Linked DNA regions of Nomascus leucogenys: region 2 is linked to region 1. A link is a contact called in public Hi-C data. All regions are on one chromosome and are shown on one strand. Each heading gives the region's core, a stretch centred on a gene start, on an enhancer-like site or on the middle of the called end of the contact. The rest is flanking DNA. Distances are from core to core; before and after follow the strand shown.

Evidence for each region. Hi-C and Micro-C count contacts between places; a contact is called where the count stands out from the background.
Region 2: a Hi-C map of a lymphoblastoid cell line shows a contact between it and region 1, with 4 times the contacts expected there. The contact joins two enhancer-like sites. A contact is called at or near these places in 2 of 4 Hi-C or Micro-C datasets (both in a lymphoblastoid cell line).

Annotation. Positions count from the first base shown.
Region 1 is chr19:62,190,664-62,195,364 of Asia_NLE_v1, reverse strand. No RefSeq gene overlaps it. Among named protein-coding and RNA genes, the nearest start is that of ZNF287, 7.8 kb to the right of the region's middle. Within about 2 kb of position 2,349, the one cell type or tissue checked has an H3K27ac peak away from gene starts, as active enhancers do. A contact at or near this core is called in a lymphoblastoid cell line, where this site is marked.
Region 2 is chr19:62,301,710-62,306,410 of Asia_NLE_v1, reverse strand. The region is part of intron 3 of PMP22 (peripheral myelin protein 22); the gene reads left to right. Among named protein-coding and RNA genes, the nearest start is that of PMP22, 15 kb to the left of the region's middle. Within about 2 kb of position 1,945, the one cell type or tissue checked has an H3K27ac peak away from gene starts, as active enhancers do. A contact at or near this core is called in a lymphoblastoid cell line, where this site is marked.

The DNA of each region.
Region 1 (4,701 bases), core at 1,100-3,599:
CAAGGCCGCCCCCCTGCAACACACCCGGTGGGCCCTGTCCTGCTTCCTGCGCTCTTTGTGAGTCCACACAAGCAGAAAGTCCAAATGAGAGGAGAGGGGCAGCCCAGGGCACAAATTCTACTGTAGAAGGGGAAAGCCTGCAGCACAGATGGTGGACACTCCTTTTTGGGAGGGGACAGCACTCCTTGGATGCAGGAAGAGTCCCTCCCACAGTCAGGCACTTTGGGAAAGGGCGGGAGCAGGCCTTCGAGGGTTTTACACAGAATTAGTTCACCAGAATCCTCCCACCCCGCCTGGGAGGTCAGAGGTCAAGGCTCACCCCAACACAGTCAGGATCAAGTGGATCCCGAGTCGAGTCCCTGATAACAGTAGTGACTTCCTCCACTCTGCCACCACCCTCACCCCAGGTAGATGAGTCACTGCACAGCATGACAGCCCCCATAAAAGGGGCTCCTCCTCAAAACGTTCCTTTCTTGAAAAGTACTGATCTGCACGTTTTTATGAATCAATAAATGCACTTGCTTTGTGCCAAGGGGCTTTAAGACATCCCTGGATGTTAAGAAAAGAACCTACTAAGATGGTGATCTGATGGTTCCTGAGGTCTACATGCTTGATATTCAGAAACTCAGCGACGGTTGTGATCTTCAGCCTTTATTTATGAGCTCATCTTGCAGTGACCTGCAGGCAAAGGGGGAAAATCCTGTGTTGCCCTGAAATCAGTTTCCAGGCATCAAGAACCTGCCCTCTTGATGAAGCGAGGTCAGTCAGCCCAGCCCCAGGGCTGTCTCCAACTCAGAGTCTCACCCCTTTTATCTTTTATCCTCTGTCCCTTTGGACTGTGTCCAAATGTGTGCCTGGGTTCCCCTAGCCACACACGCTGGCCCATGATGTCAGAGCATTCTGGGTGCTTAGTGGTTTGGCTGTCTTAGTCTGTTTTCTGTTGCTTGTAACAGAATACCTGAAACTGGGTAATTTATAAACAAAAGGCTTTTGTTTCTTACAATTATGGAGTCTGAAAAGGCCAAGGCCAAGGGGCTGCTGGTGGGGACGTCTTGCTGGTGGGGACTCTGCAGCATCCTGCTACAGCACAGGGCATCATGTGGCAAGGGGGCCGATGGTGCCAGCTCAGGTCTCTCTTCCTCCTCATAAAGTCACTAATGCCACTCCCATGATAACCCATTAATCCATTAACCCACTAATCCCTTAATTCATGAGCAGAGCCTTCTTGACCCAAATCACCTCTTAAAGACCCACCTCTCAACACTGCCGCATTAGGGATTAAATTTCAACATGAGTGTTAAGTCTCTTGAAGGTGCTGAAACCTCATGGGAGAAACCCCTGATGGGTTTGATACTGGTTTAATGCCTGCCAAGATGCCTGGCCTAAATACCCATGGCTGCAGAGGGGAGGAGCCCAGGTCCCTCTTTAGAAAGCTGGGGAGGGCCAAGCGCGGTGGCTCACACCTGTAATCCTAGCACTTTGGGAGGTAAAGGTGGGTGGATCATGAGGCCAGGGGTTCGAGACCAGCCTGACCAACATGGTGAAACCCTGTCTCTACTAAAAATACAAAAATTAGCTGGGCGTTGTGGCACGCGCCTGTAATCCCAGCTACTCAGGAGGCTGAGGCAGGAGAATTGCTTGAACCCGGGAGGTGGAGGTTGCAGTGAGCCAAGATCACGCCACTGCACTCCAGCCTGGGAGACAGAGCAAGACTCTGTCTCAAAAAAAAAAAAAAAAAAAAAAAAAAAAAAAAAAGGAAATTTCTGTGCAACTCATCAATATGGGATAATATTTTGAAACAAGTGGAAAATTAAATAAGCTTTCCAACAAAAAATTCTGACAAAAAAAGAACACTTGCATTGCCTTTGCTTACAACAAAGAAAAACAAAAATAAAAGTTTTTTTCTCTTGCAAAACATAATTTGCAAGTATGTTTAAAGACAAACTTTTACAAGACAAGTGAATGTATTTTCCAATTTTGAAAATGAACAAAAAAGAAATGTAAAGACAGTAATAATGTATAATCCGGGATGTTACGAGGAGATTACAGACATCCTAGTTTCACCATTGGATTGGAGATAGACACATTTTTCTTTCTTTTTTGTAGTGACGGGGTCTCGTTGTGTTGCCCAGGCTTGTCTGGAACTCCTGGACTCAAGCGATCGTCCTCGGCTTCCCCAGGTGCAGGGGTCCCAGGCGTCAGCCCGCGCCCCGCCAGCGATAGACAAAATCAAACTGAACCTCCTCAGATGCTGAATATTCCGAAGGGGAAAGTTCGCTCAATGAACACACCTGATTTACAAAACTCAGCCACTGGCTCTGTACCATCTGTAACAACTTAAGCAATCGGTTAGAGCTGGCCCCTCCCTCCTCAGCCGTCACGGCTGTTTCCTCACAGAGGACGCGGCCCTGGATCGTCCGAAGCCGAAGCTGTGTGGCGCTTCCCGAATGGGCTCAGAGGGAACGAAGCTGGTGTCGGCTCCCAGGATGGGCGTCAGCAGCTGCAGACGGAACACGCATGCGCCTCACGCAGGGCAGAAAAGGCGGAGTCTGGCGCCCTCCTGCGGCGTCGGGGCGCAGCACAGGCACTTTATCTCTGGGCCACTATCCCCCTATTCTAATCACTCCAGCACCAAAAAAATTAAAAAAATTACTCCTCTCTCCCACTTTTTCTTCCCTCCACCCACATTGCACCTAAGTAACAGACAACTGTGCACAGACCTATGCCCCAGGGCACACTAAAATTATTCAAACTGGCCAGGCGCGGTGGCTCACACCTGTAATCCCAATACTTTGGGAGGCCAAGGCAGGCAGGTCACAAGGTCAGGAGTTCGAGACCAGCCTGGCCAACATGGTGAAACCTTGTCTCTACTAAAAATACAAAAATTAGCTGGGCGTGGTGGTGTGTGCCTGTAATCCCAGCTACTGGGGAGGCTGAGGCAGGAGAATGTCTTGAACCAAGGAGGCAGAGGTTGCAGTGAGCTGAGATTGTGCCACTGTACTCCAGCCTGGGTGACAGAGCAAGACTCAGTCTCAAAAAAAAAAAAAAAGATTATTCAAACTAGCCAATTCCGAATCCACTTACCATGCCTCATCATTCCTTCCCATGGAAACCACAATAAATGCTCTTGGCCACAGTTCCCCACTCTCTGCCTCCTGACCAATCCAGTGCTTCTTCATGGGGATCCCCATAGCATGGAATACCCGCTTCTGTTGGGATCTGTATTACAAACTATCTTTTCAATGCCAGTCATCTTCTGATCTATTGGACTTACTATACTTAAATAATAATAACACCTATATTAAAACATGCCCAAACTCACATACACCACTCCCATTTTACTTATGAATTACTGCTAGACTTGCTTGACCTCATGACTTAAAGCATCTGATGGAACCTAGCTCATGATAAACAGGTCTGGTCAAGGTCACATGATGTTCCATGGTCAAGTTCTTTACAAGTGTCATGCTAGGAGCTGATCTTTGAATGGCATAAAATTCTGTGCTGAAGATGACAAGACCTCTTCTATAATCCAAGGGGTCTATATTGTGATTCACATGGTGGGGCTTGCCATAAACTCCACATGGTGTCTTTTGCAGCCCAGATACCTCTACTACTATAACAGCTGCTGGGTCATATGGCCCAGGTGGAAGTGCTGCTTGAACTACAGCCTGGACCTGCTGCCCAGCCTTTTCCTGCTCTGTGCCCCACTCAGAGCTGACAGCATTCCATGTCATGATTCTTGCTCAAGTTAGAATGTTCTGCCTTTGAAACCCAAAAGGTCTTACCAAGGATTGTGCTTCCTTGTTAAGAGGTAGGAGTGTAGGCCAGGCATGGTGGCTCACGCCCGTAGTCCCAGGACTTTGGGAGGCTGAGGTGGGCGGATCACAAGGTCAGGAGTTCTAGACCATCCTGGCTAACACAGTGAAACCCCGTCTCTACTAAAAATACAAAAAAAATTAGCTGGGCATGGTGGCACACACCTGTAGTGCCAGCTACTCAGGAAGCTGAGACAGGAGAATCACTTGAACCCGGGAGGCAGAGGTTGCAGTGAGCTGAGATCATGCCATTGCACTCCAGCCTGGGTGACAGAGTGAGACTCCATCTCAAAAAAAAAAAAAAAAAAAAGAGGTAGGAATGTGAAACACAATAATCCACCCTCCCTATTGGAGAGCATTGCTGTGATGCCCCTAAAATGTTACTGCTGTAGTAGGCCCCTGAAATTGTGTAGGATCCATCTCCACCCTCTGTAGTGCTTGTCTTTTACCAAGGCCTCCAACTTACCTGCCATGTTTTGCTCACCTGGCAGATGAACACACTTGCCAGAGCAAAGCCTGGATGCCATGTAATTGAGGATGTCTCAGTCTGTTCTAGCAAAATGATTGGAGCAAATTCTTGTTCGATCTTTTATAATAATCCACTGTCATCCTCATAATCCATATGGGTTTGGGAAGGGCCTACTGTTGAATCAAATGGGGATACAATGAGGACTGCCATCTGTACCTTTTAGGTCATTAAGAGAGACATGAATCTCTGCCATTCCCTCTGCAAGTGACACTTCTTATGTCTTGGCCAAGGAAGGGGTAGGGAAGTAGTTTCAGCGTATTCCACTTAGCCTTTTTGGTAGCTCTTACCCTATAGGCCAAGGAACTAATTTGGTTTGCCAACAATAAGTACATCCATTCCAGTTATACATTCAAG
Region 2 (4,701 bases), core at 696-3,195, 110 kb before region 1:
CCTCTTTTGTCCAGTCACTTCTAGTTGCCTTCATTCATGCTTGATGTGCTGGACTTGGGTTTTACCAAGTTGCTTGGCTCGTCCTTAAAGAGTTTAAATCTCCATAGTGCCTCCTGGACAATGACCGCAGGGTGACCCCAGTCTCTCCTCTACATGATGACTCTTCAAACAGTTGACGATTGCAGTTTTTCTTTCCTTCCTTCTTTCAGTGGCTTCTCTGGTGCTGGGGATTCCACTGGAATCCCAGCTGCATAAGCAGGGCCTCTTCTTGCCCTTCTGAAGTTTGGTCAGTGGTTTGGCTTGGCAGGCTGATGAGCAGAGAATAAGGGGAGCCTCTCTCTTTTTGCCACACCATTCTCCTTCCACCCTGTCTAGTTTTTGTGGATTCTAAGTCTGAAGAATGGTGGTAGAATAGTTTAATTCATTAGATTTCAAGCATATCATTGACTTCTCTGCACCCCTAGTGTGTTGTAGTGGAAAAACTAGTAGTCTGGGCATCAGGGAGTCCTTGTTTTTCTGCACCGGGTCTGCCTCTAACAAATTAGGTAACTTGGGGCAGGTACCCTGGTTTCCTAAAAGCAGAGTGGGCATTGAGGTAGGATCTGAAGTTGAAGTAGGACCTGCACATTGCATGAGTCCCAGAGCCTCTGTTCATGTTCAGGATGTAATTGTGGCATCGAGGGATCCTAAAAGGAGGTGGCCTCTGAGCTGGGCCTTGGCAATGGGGTAGAATTTCAGTAGGCAGAGGGAGCAGAGATGGGTTTTGTGCTTGCAGATGGGCATTGGTTTACTGTCACTGGTGGGGGTAGCAGCTCTGTTGTTCTAGCTCTTAATTTCCATAATGCGTGGTCTTTTTTCATACTTTGGGGGAAAGAAGGAGGAGAACTCTATTATTTCTATAGGGAGAATTCCTCTTAAACCTAAAGATCTTAAAACTAAACCAATTATTCCCTGTTCATTCTTCACTGATGCAGTTCATGACTGCAATTGCAACTGCCTTTCCCATCATTTTCTATGGCTAAACTCAGTGTTTTTAAGTGAGCTCTTGTTTTAAAATACAGAAAAAAAAAGTTTCCTGATAAATCCGTTTGAAAGACACTGTTTTGAAAGTTAAGCAGGCTTTGATCATTCATGGTACATTGTGAATTACCAAGGAGGGAGATTGATATCCTTGATCATACAACCCACGCCCCTCTTTTTTCTTTTGTATCTGGTGGAGTAAGTCTTCCAAGAGCAATTCTTAGAGAAACAAAGCCTACTCTGTTTCCCTGTTTCTTTAGTTTTCCAACAAGCATATAAAAAAGCCTCAGACAGCTTACTACTATCCAGTAACCTCAGGTACCTCAGTGGCTGCATGCTATTCCCTTTAGAAGCCCAAGAACTCACTAGCAGAACAAGGATTTGGATGTCAAAGTGCAGAACTCGACCCCCACAAACTAGCTCTGTGCCTGCCACAAAGCCTCTTAATTAGGAATGCAGTTCATTGAACAACTGTATCAAGTTTAGCCGGAATACCTTGACATGAAGGTTCCTTCCACTTACTGAGCAGTTTGTGCCCACTAGTGGCCAGACACAGGCTTTGCTCTAGCTAAAATGCCGCCAGGATTACCTGTTGAAAGAGCCGCCCATGTGGTCTTCATTGCCTTTGTGAGCTCCATGCTGGCACGTAGTTGTCTCCATCTGTTTTGCTTTCTGCATGAATCATAGGCAAAGTTAGCCTGACCAGCAAGCCCGTTTCAAAGCCACCAGCTGGGGAGAAGTTGAAGCCCAGGGGGCAAGACCCACGCTGGGCTTTGGGCATGCTTGAGCTGGTGGGCGAAGCATATGGGCAAAGGCCACATTGTTTAGGATGGGGGCCTCTCAGAGACTCAGCTATTTCTGGAATGACATTCATACTGAGAAATAAGGAAAATGGTGATCTGTGTGATGGTTGTGGGTTGGGAGGTTTGGCCGTGGGAGTCCTGGTCTTGGGGTCATATGTTTTGAAAACAGTCTAGCACTATGCAAATGGGAGGTATTAATAACTCTTTGCCTCTGTGATTCACCCTCTCATGGCTTTTTCTCTCTTGGCCTCTCCAAGGTCTCTTCTGCCTCTTTTGCAACTGTCCTTCCTTTCACTTTCAACAAAACCTGTTATCTTGAGTCAGAACAGTTTTATGAATTGCCCAGAGTGGGACTTGATATGGGGCAGGGTTGGTTCCATGCTGGTAATGAAAGATGCACATGAACTGTTACATTGAAAAGTGCTTCATACTTTCTGAGCCCTTAACTTACTAGGTTGTAGGCCCTGGGCTAAGAATATAGCTGAGGGGGCTGATGTATTTCCTTCATTGCTCAGCTGCTCCTACAGCAGGAATCTGACCTTGAAATGAGCTTTGGTCTTTGTGCAACTCGAGCTTCCCACTATCTGTTGGGGGAGCTGGGTCTGGGTGCTGCCGCGGCCCATGTTAGAAAGCTGTCAGCAGCTCTTGTACCGGACACTCTCAGAACAGGAGGCCTGCAAAGAGCTTTAGCTTTAGTTTTGTTGTTGTTGTTTTTTTTTTTTTTTTTTTTTTTTTTAGACAGAGTCTTGCTCTGTTTCCAGGCTGGAGTGCAGTGGCATGATCTCAGCTCACTGCAATCTCCGCCTCCTGGGTTCAAGTGATTCTCCTGCCCCAGCCTCCCAAATAGCTGGGATTACAGGCGCATGCCACCACACCCAGCTAATTTTTGTATTTTTAGTAGAGATGGGGTTTCACCATGTTGGCCAGTATGATCTCGATCTCCTGACCTTGTGATCCGCCCGCCTCAGCCTCTCAAAGTGCTGGGATTACAGGCGTGAGCCACCGCGCCCGGCCAGAGCTTTAGTTTTTAATTCCAGTGCTCAGCACCAAGGTTGGATATTGGCTTAAAACTGCCACTGGGAACTCCACAAATATTTACCAGGCCTCCACTTTGCACCAGGAACTGAGTGTGGCCTGGAGGGCAGCAGGTACTCAACATAAGCTCTACTATTTACTGCATACTTGCAATTTGGGTGGGGGGTGGGGAAGAGTATGGCCACACTGGGGCTTGTGTTAATCTATAGTTTATAGCCACTTGGGATGTTGGTGTCACACTAGGTTTGATCTAAATAAAACAGGTTTGTAATTGACAGCATTTTGCCTTGCATTATATTTCTCTGAACTCGAATAATTATTTTCTGTACAGCTGACTTGTTTTGCTGCAGCAGAGTTTGGCAGATAATAGCTTGCATGTTGAATCCAACCTGCTTTTGTAAATAAGATTTTATTGGATAAATGGCTATTGAAGGAATGGGCCACACCTACTCATTTACATCTTGTCCATGGCTATGGTTGATTTTGTGCTACAAAGGCAGAATTGAGTAGTTGCTAAGAAGACCGTATGACCTGCAAAGCCTAAAGTATTTGCTCTCTGATTCTTTATAGATAGTTTGCTATCTGTGCAGATATTTGCATTCTGACTCTGTAGCACCCTTATGCTGGAGAGGAGATATGAATTGATACCAAAGTTGTATCAAAACACTTTTTGGAGTTCTGGCCAATGTGCTAATAACCTGGCTTGTGTGAACATTGTGGCTCCCATTTTCTTTTTTTCTTTTTTTTTTTTTTGAGACGGAGTCTCGCTCTGTCGCCCAGGCTGGAGTGCAGTGGCGCCATCTCGGCTCACTGCAAGCTCCGCCTTCTGGGTTCACGCCATTCTCCTGCCTCAGCCTTCCGAGTAGCTGTGACTACAGGCGCCCGCCACCGCACCCGGCTAATTTTTTTTTGTATTTTTAGTAGAGACAGGGTTTCACTGTTAGCCAGGATGGTCTCGATCTCCTGACCTCATGATCCGCCCTCCTCGGCCTCCCAAAGTGCTGGGATTACAGGCGCGGGCCACCGCACCCGGCCTGTGGCTCCCATTTTCATACTGCTTGGTGTGACACAGATGGAAATGCTTCAGAACCTGGCCCCTCAATAACAGCCTGTAAATGCTTGTTTACCCTGTTTCTCACATCTGCCTTTTAGGTGGGGGTTATTTGCACTATCCTTTAACAAAGCTTCAATAGCAACTCTTTTGTTTGATCATTATGACAACTCAGTAAAATATATTAGTGCCTCAAGTATGTGAAGCAGAATTCAAGGCCAAAAAAATGTATGTGGCAAGTTAGGTGGGTGGTCAGAAGAACTTGGCAACAGAGCCCAGCCCTTCCTGGGCTGTCCTAACCGGAGCACATAAATGCTGGAGAGAGTCAGGCTTTGCACGTGCTCCCACGGGACCCTATCCTTGGACAGGATCAAAGCCCTGTCATTTCTGGAGTGTGTGATATCTGCTGTCTCTTACTGCGCTGGTTATCTGTCTATTCCAGTTTTGATGAATGGCTCTGACTGGGGAGCAGCATCATCTGAGCTTAGAAATGTCCTCAGGACCCTGTGGGCTTCCCTTTGAACAACAACGAGAGCTCTTGAATCTTGCACCAGCCTTTTGGAGCTGGAATGGAGGTTGCTTTCTCCTGGGCTGGGCTCTGTTTTTTTCTCTCGCTGTCACTGTGTAGCTTTTGATCAATGGCATTCGAGGAAAGGAAAATCCCTTATTCTTTTCCTGGGCATGTGGAAGCCCAGTCCTGCCTAGAATTCCAGTAGCCCTTTGAGTTTTGGAATCCTAACTCTTAATAAGTCAATAGACTGCTGCATCTGTTTTTACCTTCGTAATCTTTTA